2 separate regions of the Ovis aries genome follow, and region 2 is linked to region 1. The links are chromatin contacts, called in public Hi-C maps. All regions are on one chromosome and are shown on one strand. Each heading gives the region's core, a stretch centred on a gene start, on an enhancer-like site or on the middle of the called end of the contact. The rest is flanking DNA. Distances are from core to core; before and after follow the strand shown. Region 1 holds the start of JARID2 (jumonji and AT-rich interaction domain containing 2). Region 2 has its middle 85 kb from the start of CD83.

What was found. Hi-C and Micro-C count contacts between places; a contact is called where the count stands out from the background.
Region 2: a Hi-C map of tail adipose tissue shows a contact between it and region 1, with 4 times the contacts expected there. The contact joins the enhancer-like site here to the promoter of JARID2 in region 1. A contact is called at or near these places in 3 of 16 Hi-C or Micro-C datasets (hypothalamus, muscle and tail adipose tissue).

Annotation. Positions count from the first base shown.
Region 1 is chr20:40,905,535-40,909,913 of ARS-UI_Ramb_v3.0, reverse strand. JARID2 (jumonji and AT-rich interaction domain containing 2) reads left to right here and starts at 2,319. Exons shown (of 19, transcript XM_042236974.2): 1 at 2,319-2,495; 2 at 4,102-4,305. The coding sequence starts at 4,261.
Region 2 is chr20:41,794,915-41,799,467 of ARS-UI_Ramb_v3.0, reverse strand. No RefSeq gene overlaps it. Among named protein-coding and RNA genes, the nearest start is that of CD83, 85 kb to the left of the region's middle. Within about 2 kb of position 1,482, at least 49 of the 54 cell types and tissues checked have an H3K27ac peak or open chromatin away from gene starts, as enhancers often do. A contact at or near this core is called in hypothalamus, muscle and tail adipose tissue, where this site is marked.

The sequences.
Region 1 (4,379 bases), core at 1,070-3,569:
TTCCTGTCTGATTTGTTACCTCTTCCTCTTTCACATCCATCATGTTCCCAGTCTTCCTATGATGGATAATTGACCTAATTAAGAGTATAAAAGGTAAGATTAAAGGAATGATATTTAGACTCTGCCCCATTAGTCACCATTCCCTCCAGCTAACCAGTTCCCAAGTCCTGTTGACTTTTGACATTCTAAATATTTCTCAACCTGTTCTCTGCTCTCTCTGCTCTTTCCTCTGCTGCTCTATTCAGATCATAACCATTTCTCATCTTATTTATGCTAGTACATTGCAACTGGTTTCTAGCTCTTCCTGCCTCTCTTTTCTTCAATCCTCAACTTCATCTCTCACAATCAGAATCACTTTTCAAATACACAAAGCCGCTTTATCCCTCTAGTGAAAATCCTTCTGAGCTTCTTTTTAGCTTACAGGCAAAGTCCAAAGTGGCATGCAGGTCCTTTCTCGTTCGGGCTCCTCTTCACCTCTCCGTTTTCTCTTTGGTTACTTCTAAAGAAAACTGAGTCCCATCCATGAGTGTGGTGTTTTTTTTTTTTTTTTTTTTTTTTAGGTCTCAAGGATTTTATTTTTTTAATGCAGTAAAGTTGCTTAGCATACTTTAAACTGCTGAACTCCTACTCATCCTTCAAAACTCCTTCATTCCTGGTCACCTCAGTAATGTATTCCCTTGACCACCTTTTCATAGTTCAAATACAGTACTTTTCAGAGGTATCATAGTCAGTCATGAGTCTGCCTTTTCTACTGAGCTGTGTGCTTCTTAACAAAGGACTTTTGAGTGTTCTCTGTCTTCAGATGAGATCAGTGGGGGCATGTAGGTCCTGTAGCAACACTGTACCTAGTGAGGTCTTCCCCCACCCTCCTATCCCTCACACCACGACTTGAAGAGGTCAAGATAAGTGCTGGAAGAGGTTAAAATCATTAGGAGAAAGAGTGATAATTCACTGATAGAGGACGAAAAAGAGGGGTAAAAAGACAGGAAAGGTAAAAGGAAGTTCATCAGGAGATAGTTGCTTCCACAACAGGAAAAGCTTTCAACCCCTAAAAAGACCAGTCTATTTTCCCTTTCAGGGAAAACAACATGAATGTTATCCAAATCTTTTGGAAATGAGCAAATTCCTTCCTTTCGCTTGCCCTCCAGCCTCAACTAGAATGGTTTTTATGTGGTGACCTGGAGTTGGTAGCTCAGCAGGGGAGTTCTCCGCCTGGGGATGGAGAAGCCTAGCCTCAGAGGCTAGCTGAGAGAACCTAGAAGAAACCCACCTTTGTTCTTAAGAATTTTGCCTGGGGAAGGGCAGATCTGACATTAAACCTCCTGAGAGCTGGCTAAAACCCTGAGTGTGAAGTGGAGGCTGCCAGTATACAGGTCATAATAATCAGAAAGTCTCTTGAAACCACCTCATTGTAAAAAGTCACTTGTATAAAGTCACTTGGGTGGCCAGTATGGAAAAATGTAATCTGTTCTATTGGGTCCTTCAGGATATGTGCCATATGAAGGCACAGAAGGTCATTTATTTTTATGACTGAAATCAACATATGACACATTATTTCAATTTTGAAAGCAGATCTTTTAAAAAAAGGTAAAGTCATAATTAAAAAGCATTTTAAAATAGCGCTTTATTGAGAATTCCCCTGTGGCCCAACCGTTAGGACTGTGATTCCACTTCAGGGCCACGGGTTCCATCCCTGATCAGGGAACTAAGATCCAGCATACCATGCTGTGCAGCAAAGGCAAAACTTTATCTGATTTACTGAAATCTTTTAATAACGTGTCTGTTTTTTAGCTGGGCTAACACTATTACATAATCCACTCCATAAGATGTGATGATCACTAATTTGTTGATGAAATCGACCAGCTCAGACAGGCCATCCTGTACCTTTTAGGAAAGGGCCCTGGGTGGTGTGACAGGTCTCTCACCTCCAGTTTCGGAGACCTTTCTAGACACTCCTCAAACACTTCAAACACTGCTGCGGATAAAACCTAACGATTATGATACTTCCGACATAAGGAGAATCTAGGGGATGGGAAGGAGAATTGAATGTATAGGAATGAGTATGAAGGCGTACTTAATTTCACTTCTCGTTTCTTAAAAGAACTGCCCGAGAGGAGATCCTTTAAAACATCACTGCTCTACACATACGGTGCGAATAAGGAAATTAACAATGCAGACCGGCTAAGAGAGACTTGAAGTAGCTAATAAAGCGAAGGCCGAAGAGATACACCGGGACCGCCTCCTTCATTTAGATCAACGATTAAATGAGCACAACAGGGGGCAGAGGCAGGTAGAACGCGGGTTCTCGCGTGGCTACCGCGGGTGGTATTCCCGGCAATCGGCGTTCCAGACGCTTCCTCGCGGTGTGCGGGTCTGTGTGGCTCGGACTCCATATTCCACTCGTTTCCCCTCAACGTTGTAGCCTCGCTAACAGGCACTCCAGACGCAAGAGACGCCGGGACCAGCCAAGATCCAGCGCGATCTCTTAAAAGACGGTGATTTTTTTTTTTTGTAGGAGGCGGCGGCCGGGGCTTCCCTTTTGGGGTCCCCCCACCCCCGACGCCGTTCTCGCCCGCCAGGCCGCGTGCCGCGCCGGGAGGTGGCCTTTCCGCGAGGTGACCTCGGGCTCCCCCCGAGCCCGACCGCAGCACGCTCCGTGTGGAGACGCGAGGCGGTGTCCTGAGGTGACACCGGCTGTGCCGCCGAGGCAGCAGGCGCCGCCGATCAACTAGTTCGCACCGAGGATTCCTCTTGGTGCGTGGCCCAGTTTTCCTCAGGACGGGCTCCAACCCCTAGCCGACACCGCCCCCCGCGCCGCCACGCTCCGAGGCCTTCCCCCGGGACGCGGCGCGTCCCTCCCCCGCCGCTCGGCGCGGCGCGCGCGCGATTCCTCGATTCCACAGGCGGTTCGCGCCGCGGGTGGGGGCGGGGCGCGCGGGGAGGGGGCCGGCCGCCGCGGGGGGAGGGGGGCCGTGGTCGGGGGGCGGGGGCGGGCCGGCGTGGGGAGTTCCTCGCTCGCGGACCACACGCTCTGCGGGCCAATCCCGAGCCAGCCTCGCTCAGTGTCACACGCGGGACACGTCCAAGCGTTTGTTGGCAGGGCCGGCGAGGGGGGCGGGGGCGGGGAGGAGGGGAAGGGAGTTGAGTGACAGGCTTGCGGGGCAGGCTGGGAATTGTAGTTCCCAGCGCTCATGGCCATAGCCATTTTGTAGTCGGGGGACTACAACTTCCAGAAGATCAAGGGGACCATTCTAAGGTGCCCCGGGAATAGGCGGCTCTCCCCGGGGCCAGGAGTCCTGGGGCACTGGCACCCAGCAGCCCGGCTGCAGGTAGACACGAGGCGTGGCGGGGTCTAGCGTTGTGGCGGCCGAGGGGTGAGCGGCAAGCTGGGGAAAGGGGGTGAGGTGGAGCGACCGAGCGTGCCATGCATTGAGCTAGGGAGCCTCTCTCAATTCCAGTCTTAGGCTTGGCGTGGGAGCGATGCCTGCGGGGTGGCCCTAGAAGGGTTTGTCGAGGCCTCTCGGGTATCTCGTCGACGGGGCCGTGAGGGTCCTCTGGGCTGGGCCAGGGGCGGTCGGCACCGGAGTAGGCGGGCTCCTGGTGGCCCAGCTGTGGGAGTTTTCGGCTGGCGTCCGGCGGGGAATTATCCGAGGAGCCCTAACTTGTATAAAAGCAGAGTCCATTTAAAGTTGGGCTGGATAGCCTCTATCTCATTGGTTAGGGGGCTTGGAAAAAAGAGACTCGGCGAGCCCTCGCTGTGGTGCTGCCGCCGCCGCCGCCGCCGCCGCCGCTGGAGTTGACTCTTCTGCTCGCACTGCTGCTGCAGCACAAACGTGACTTCCAACATTTTTTATTTATCTTTCCCTTTTCTTTTCCAAGATGTAACTACAGCTCAGACACTAAGGACCTTCACGTTTCGCTGATGTAGTTTTTGGAGGAAAAAGGGGGGGGAGTGAAGGGCGTCGGTTTTTTTTGTGTGTGTGTGTTTCGGGGGAAATTTTCCATTATGAGTGTTTTACTAAAGTGAATTTTTTTTTTTGTTTGCTTCGTCTTTGGCTTTTTTTTTTTTTTTTCCCTTCCCAATTTCGGATTTATTTCAAGGCGAATCGGGCTTTGGGGAAAGAGGAAGAAAAGTCGGATTACAAGATCAGCCTCCACCAACAACAATAAAAACCACCAGGATATTTTTTTGCAAATTTCTGACGGCTTTAAATTCATGAAGCAATTGTCCCCTTTTGCAATCAGCATTTGGATCTCAGAATGAGCAAGGAAAGACCCAAGAGGAATATCATCCAGAAGAAATACGTAAGTGCTCCTAACAACACATCCTTTGACTTGTAGTTTTAAGCAATGGCTGTGAATGTCAAGTTTATAGATAA
Region 2 (4,553 bases), core at 233-2,732, 890 kb before region 1:
AGAGTGGATCTCCTTCTCCGAGCTGCCCAGGCAATGCCCCACAGAGTCTGGGCATCAGGCAAGGTTCCTGGTGGCAGCTGGCCTCACAGGCCTCTGTGGCTGGCAGAGGGAAGTGCACCATCCTGTCCATAAGCTGCTAGGCAGGTGTTCAACTGCCCTCTGGGGTAGCCTGACCCTGAATGAGCTTAAATAGAAACCAATAAAACCTGGGATCAGAAAGTTATTATACCTTACCCAAAGTGGTTAGCATTTGTAGTAGGTTATTAAAGACTGCTCTTTGATATCTTTGCCTAGGTTACTTTAAGAATAGGAATGGCTAGATCCTGCTGGTTTCAAGATATTCTCGTCTCTATAATACCACCTCACAACAGTATCACAGTCTATTGTCTTTCTTTCAAAGTGCCTTGAGGCAGGGCAAAGGATTAGATGCCCTTCTGAGGCCATCTACACCCTGGATTCATTTCAGAGAAAGAAAACACCAGGTGAACTCCCAAACAACAATAAAGAAGTAAAAGATCTTCCAGGAGAACATTACAAAGCAACGAGAGACACACACACAGAGAAAGAGATGCCCTATTAGAGAAATCACGCATGTGCCTGACCGTGAAACCAGGATGGATGGAAACCATGCTTGTCTCTGTTGGTCCTGGGTTAGCCCATGCCCTGGAACAGACCTCTGACATTCTGTGTCGTGGTCTTCTCTGTATGCAGGGCTGGGCTGGTTTATGTCAGCATGGTGGGATTACCATAAAACTCATTAGATGTCCTTCTGGATGTGGCTTTTCCACTTACAGTAATTAAAACCAACTCCTAAGCGGACTTTTTCTTTTGATCCAATTCGTGACCTTCCTCTGCTTCTGTCTCTTGAAGGGCTAAGTTTTCGGCTCCGTGAGGGCCTAAGGACCGTGCCTGTCTTCTCTACCTGCTACAGGGTTGCCAGCACGGACAGGCCACGGCCAGGAACTTCATTATTCTTTTTGTCTTAATCTCCTTCTGTGGATCCAAGTGGCCGTTTCAGCCCCAAGGCTTTGGCAGGGCAACAAGTAGGTGGGGCGGGGAGAGGGCACCCGAACCCAGGCTCTGGGCGGGGCTCCTGCCGCCTGCTTCCCACCCCGCCGCCGCCCACTGCCCCCCCTCCCCACCCCGGGGTCATTACTTCGAGTCCAGAGAGTGGGAAAGTCCTATTTTAAAGCTCTCTGCTATTTTTCTGTCTTTCGTCCGCCCCTCCGCCGCCAGGGGTTCCCTGCACGAGAGGTGCACCCATTTAGGGAGCCTTTCCGCGTCCCGATCCTGCCCCGGAGCGCAAGAATGCCTCCACTCCCGCGAGCGCCGAGCACACGCACCACCTGACTCGCGCTCCCATTGGCTGCTGCCTGTTGCTAACACACGTGATCAGCGCCGGCGCGCCCCGCCCCGGCCCCGCCCCCGGCCCCGCCCCCGCGGGCTCCCGCGGCTCGGCTCCGAGGCGCGTTCCTGCGGGGGTGGCGTGGGCCGCGCCGGGCTCCGAGCTCTCGGCGGCTAGCCTCTGCAGACTGCAAGGCTCCGCGCGGCGCCCGGGAGGGCGGCCGGCGTCCACAAGGTGGCAGTGCCGCGCTGCTGGTGTCCCGGCCGGGAGTCCGCACGCGCCGCGCCGGGCGGCCGGAGTCCGCACTTCCCTCCTGCCAAAGTTTTAATGAACATATAGACACACCCGGACCTGGGTCACCCCCAGGGTCTGCTGGCCGCGCCCCACAGATCTGGGGGTTCCCCTGGGAGAGATGCACGCCCCGATGGCGTCTTTGTCCCAACTCAGGGAATCAGAACTTGGGGCCTGTCACTGCAGCAAGTATGTTGATGTTTTCAGCAGTTCCCCCCCCCCCCCCTTTGAGGGCCATTCTGAGAATCCATTCGGAAAGAGACAAACACTTGGACAATTACTGTCTTCTTGAGAATACCGCCTCTTTCCCCCTCCTCCCCCGAAGCAATCTGCAGCCCTTTTTTTTTTTTTTTTTTTTTGGTAAAAGGTCTACACCACCACCGTTTCGGAGGATCTCTCCACGCACCCGAGTCCTGGAATCCTAACCCGCTCAAGTAGAGAACATCCCGGGAACGTCCTGGTCCCGAGGCTTGTCCCGGGCTGCCCTTAATTCCAGACTCAGAGAGAGATAAGCTCCTCTGACCTCGTTTGACCCCGCTGCAGGCGTCGGGTGTCCTCATTCAGTGTGTGCGGGTTGGAGGGTCGACTTTTCTCCCTGCTCACTGGAATTTTATTTTTTCCCCCTTAGTTCACTTTCCTCCTTGGCTTGTGGCTGGGCTCACGCCCCCTACCATAGCCTAACCCCGCCCTCCCCCCACCTGCACACACACACACACACACACACACACACACACACACACACACACAAGCACATGCTTCCCACTCTTTTTTGATTGTTCTGAGAGCTCTCTGGGAAAGAGAGAGGCCAGAGGAGGTGAAGGCAAGAAAGGGACTGGGTTGTACATTCCCACTTATGGAGAAAGGAGGGAGAAACACCCCCTTGGCTTCCCATTGTCTATACCACCCAGCCTAGTTCCATGCCCCAGTAGTCAAGCCCTTCCCTTGGGCTCCCTAAGCTGTCCTCCAGGGAATTTCCCACAATGCTCCTAGTCTGCTCCAGCCTAGCAACGGTCCACCTGTGACAGGACTACAGAGGGGGAACTCCTGTTCATAGATGGTGGGGTTTCTACTCATGCTCAAACATAGAACAGTATATGTGCTGACTAAATGCTGCCTGCGGTCTCCAGTGAGATGCAGGTCATCTCTGCAGGAATGCTGGACAGACAAGGCCATCTCTCACCTCCAGGCTGTGTGACAGGAGGCTAAGTACTCAGGAAAGGCCAGTAGGGAGCATTTTTTAGAAAAAATGTTATGCTTTCCCACCTCCCTTAAAATAGGGGAGCAGGGCTTCAGAGAACTACCTGGAGAGCTTTGCAGATGTCTCCTGGAGTTGGGGGTGGGGGGCCACAGGGCCCAAGGTGGCTTCAGAGTAGAGAGACTGTTTACAGTGGCGAGAGAAAGAGCTGGCAAGGCACACATACACTGGCCAGTCTTCTGGTTGGCAAAGTGGGCCTACCTCCCCAGGCAAGGGAGGGGCATAGTCAACAGTGGGAACAAGGACCTGTGGGGGAAGGGTGGCCCACCAGCAGAACCCTTGGGAGGGGACCTCCAGCCATCAGAAAAACCCATGGAAGGACCCCACAAGGGAAAGAGCCAACACCTGTACGTCTGTCTGAACTCCAGTTATCCCCAAGCCCTCCTTGAAGAACTTTGTTCTTTGGCTCCGAGAGATCTGAGCCACCAGCAGTGATTGGAGGGTCTGAGAGGAAGAGATAAACTCTGATCAAGTCGTTTTCCCAAGCAAAAATCCCCAGCTGCCAATTGGTGGAAGGAGAAAAAGTGCTGATTTAAATGAAAGAGACAGGTTTTTAATTTTGATTGGACTAAAATTTTTAATACTGGGGACTGATAATACTGACAACAAAAAACATTTACATCATCTTTAGTGTTTTACCTGTATTCACTCATTTAATCCTCAACAACAGCCTTGAGGGATAGTCTTATTGTCCTTATTGTCCCTTCTCCCTGAGGTCTGAAGAAGTTAAGGAAATAGTGCAAGGTCCACAGTTAGTAAATTGCAGAACCAGGATTTGAATCCAGACTTCAGAGTCTAGGTGTAGAACCCAAGTGCCTCCCCATCTCTGAATCTTTATTCCTATTCTTGACCAAACCTCACTCGACTTCAAGGCTCAGCTCTGCCTGTTCTGGTCTAAGAACCCTCCTTGGCTGAGCCAGCTGAAGGGGCCTCTCTGCTCTGTCGTGTTTTCAGGAGTCTGGTCATGGCTGTGGAGACGCCAGTGCCCTAGGAAAAGATGAGGCATCGTCTGAGGAATCGCCTTCAGAACCCGAGGCACATCTGTTCAGACCTTCGATGCTGACAGCTGTTTTTGAAGGTGAATATGGCGCTTGGAACCATCCAGAAGTCATCTGGAGTCCAGTGAAAAAGCCAGCCATCAAGGTAAGAGAAACCATTTTTGCTAAAGGGAAATAGGATACACTCCGAACTTCAGTGCCTGGATCAGTCTGGTTTGCTTCTGTGACTTGAACACTGAATGAGGCTGGTTTGCTTCTGTGACTTGAACACTGGATCTAAACGTAATTCCAGAAGAGAAAATTCTCCAAAAAGGTGAGACCTGTCAGCCTTACTGAAGAGCATATACTCTGAGGAATACGGGCAAGTACAACTCATTGGGAAGTACAGGTTGTTTATATATATATATATTCTAATCATGCTCATCACCTTATCCCCAACTTTCATTTATATTCTTTCTGTACAGCTGGATTATGAAATGTGAGGACAGAGACTGCATCTTTTACTTCTTTCTGTTCCCTGTCACACCGAGTGTGTAAGGTGCAAAATGAGTATGTTAGGCTCATAAGAGGAGAAGGAAATGGCACGCCACTCCAGTACTCTTGCCTGGAAAATCCCATGGACGGAGGAGCCTGGTAGGCTACAGTCCATGGGGTCGCTAAGAGT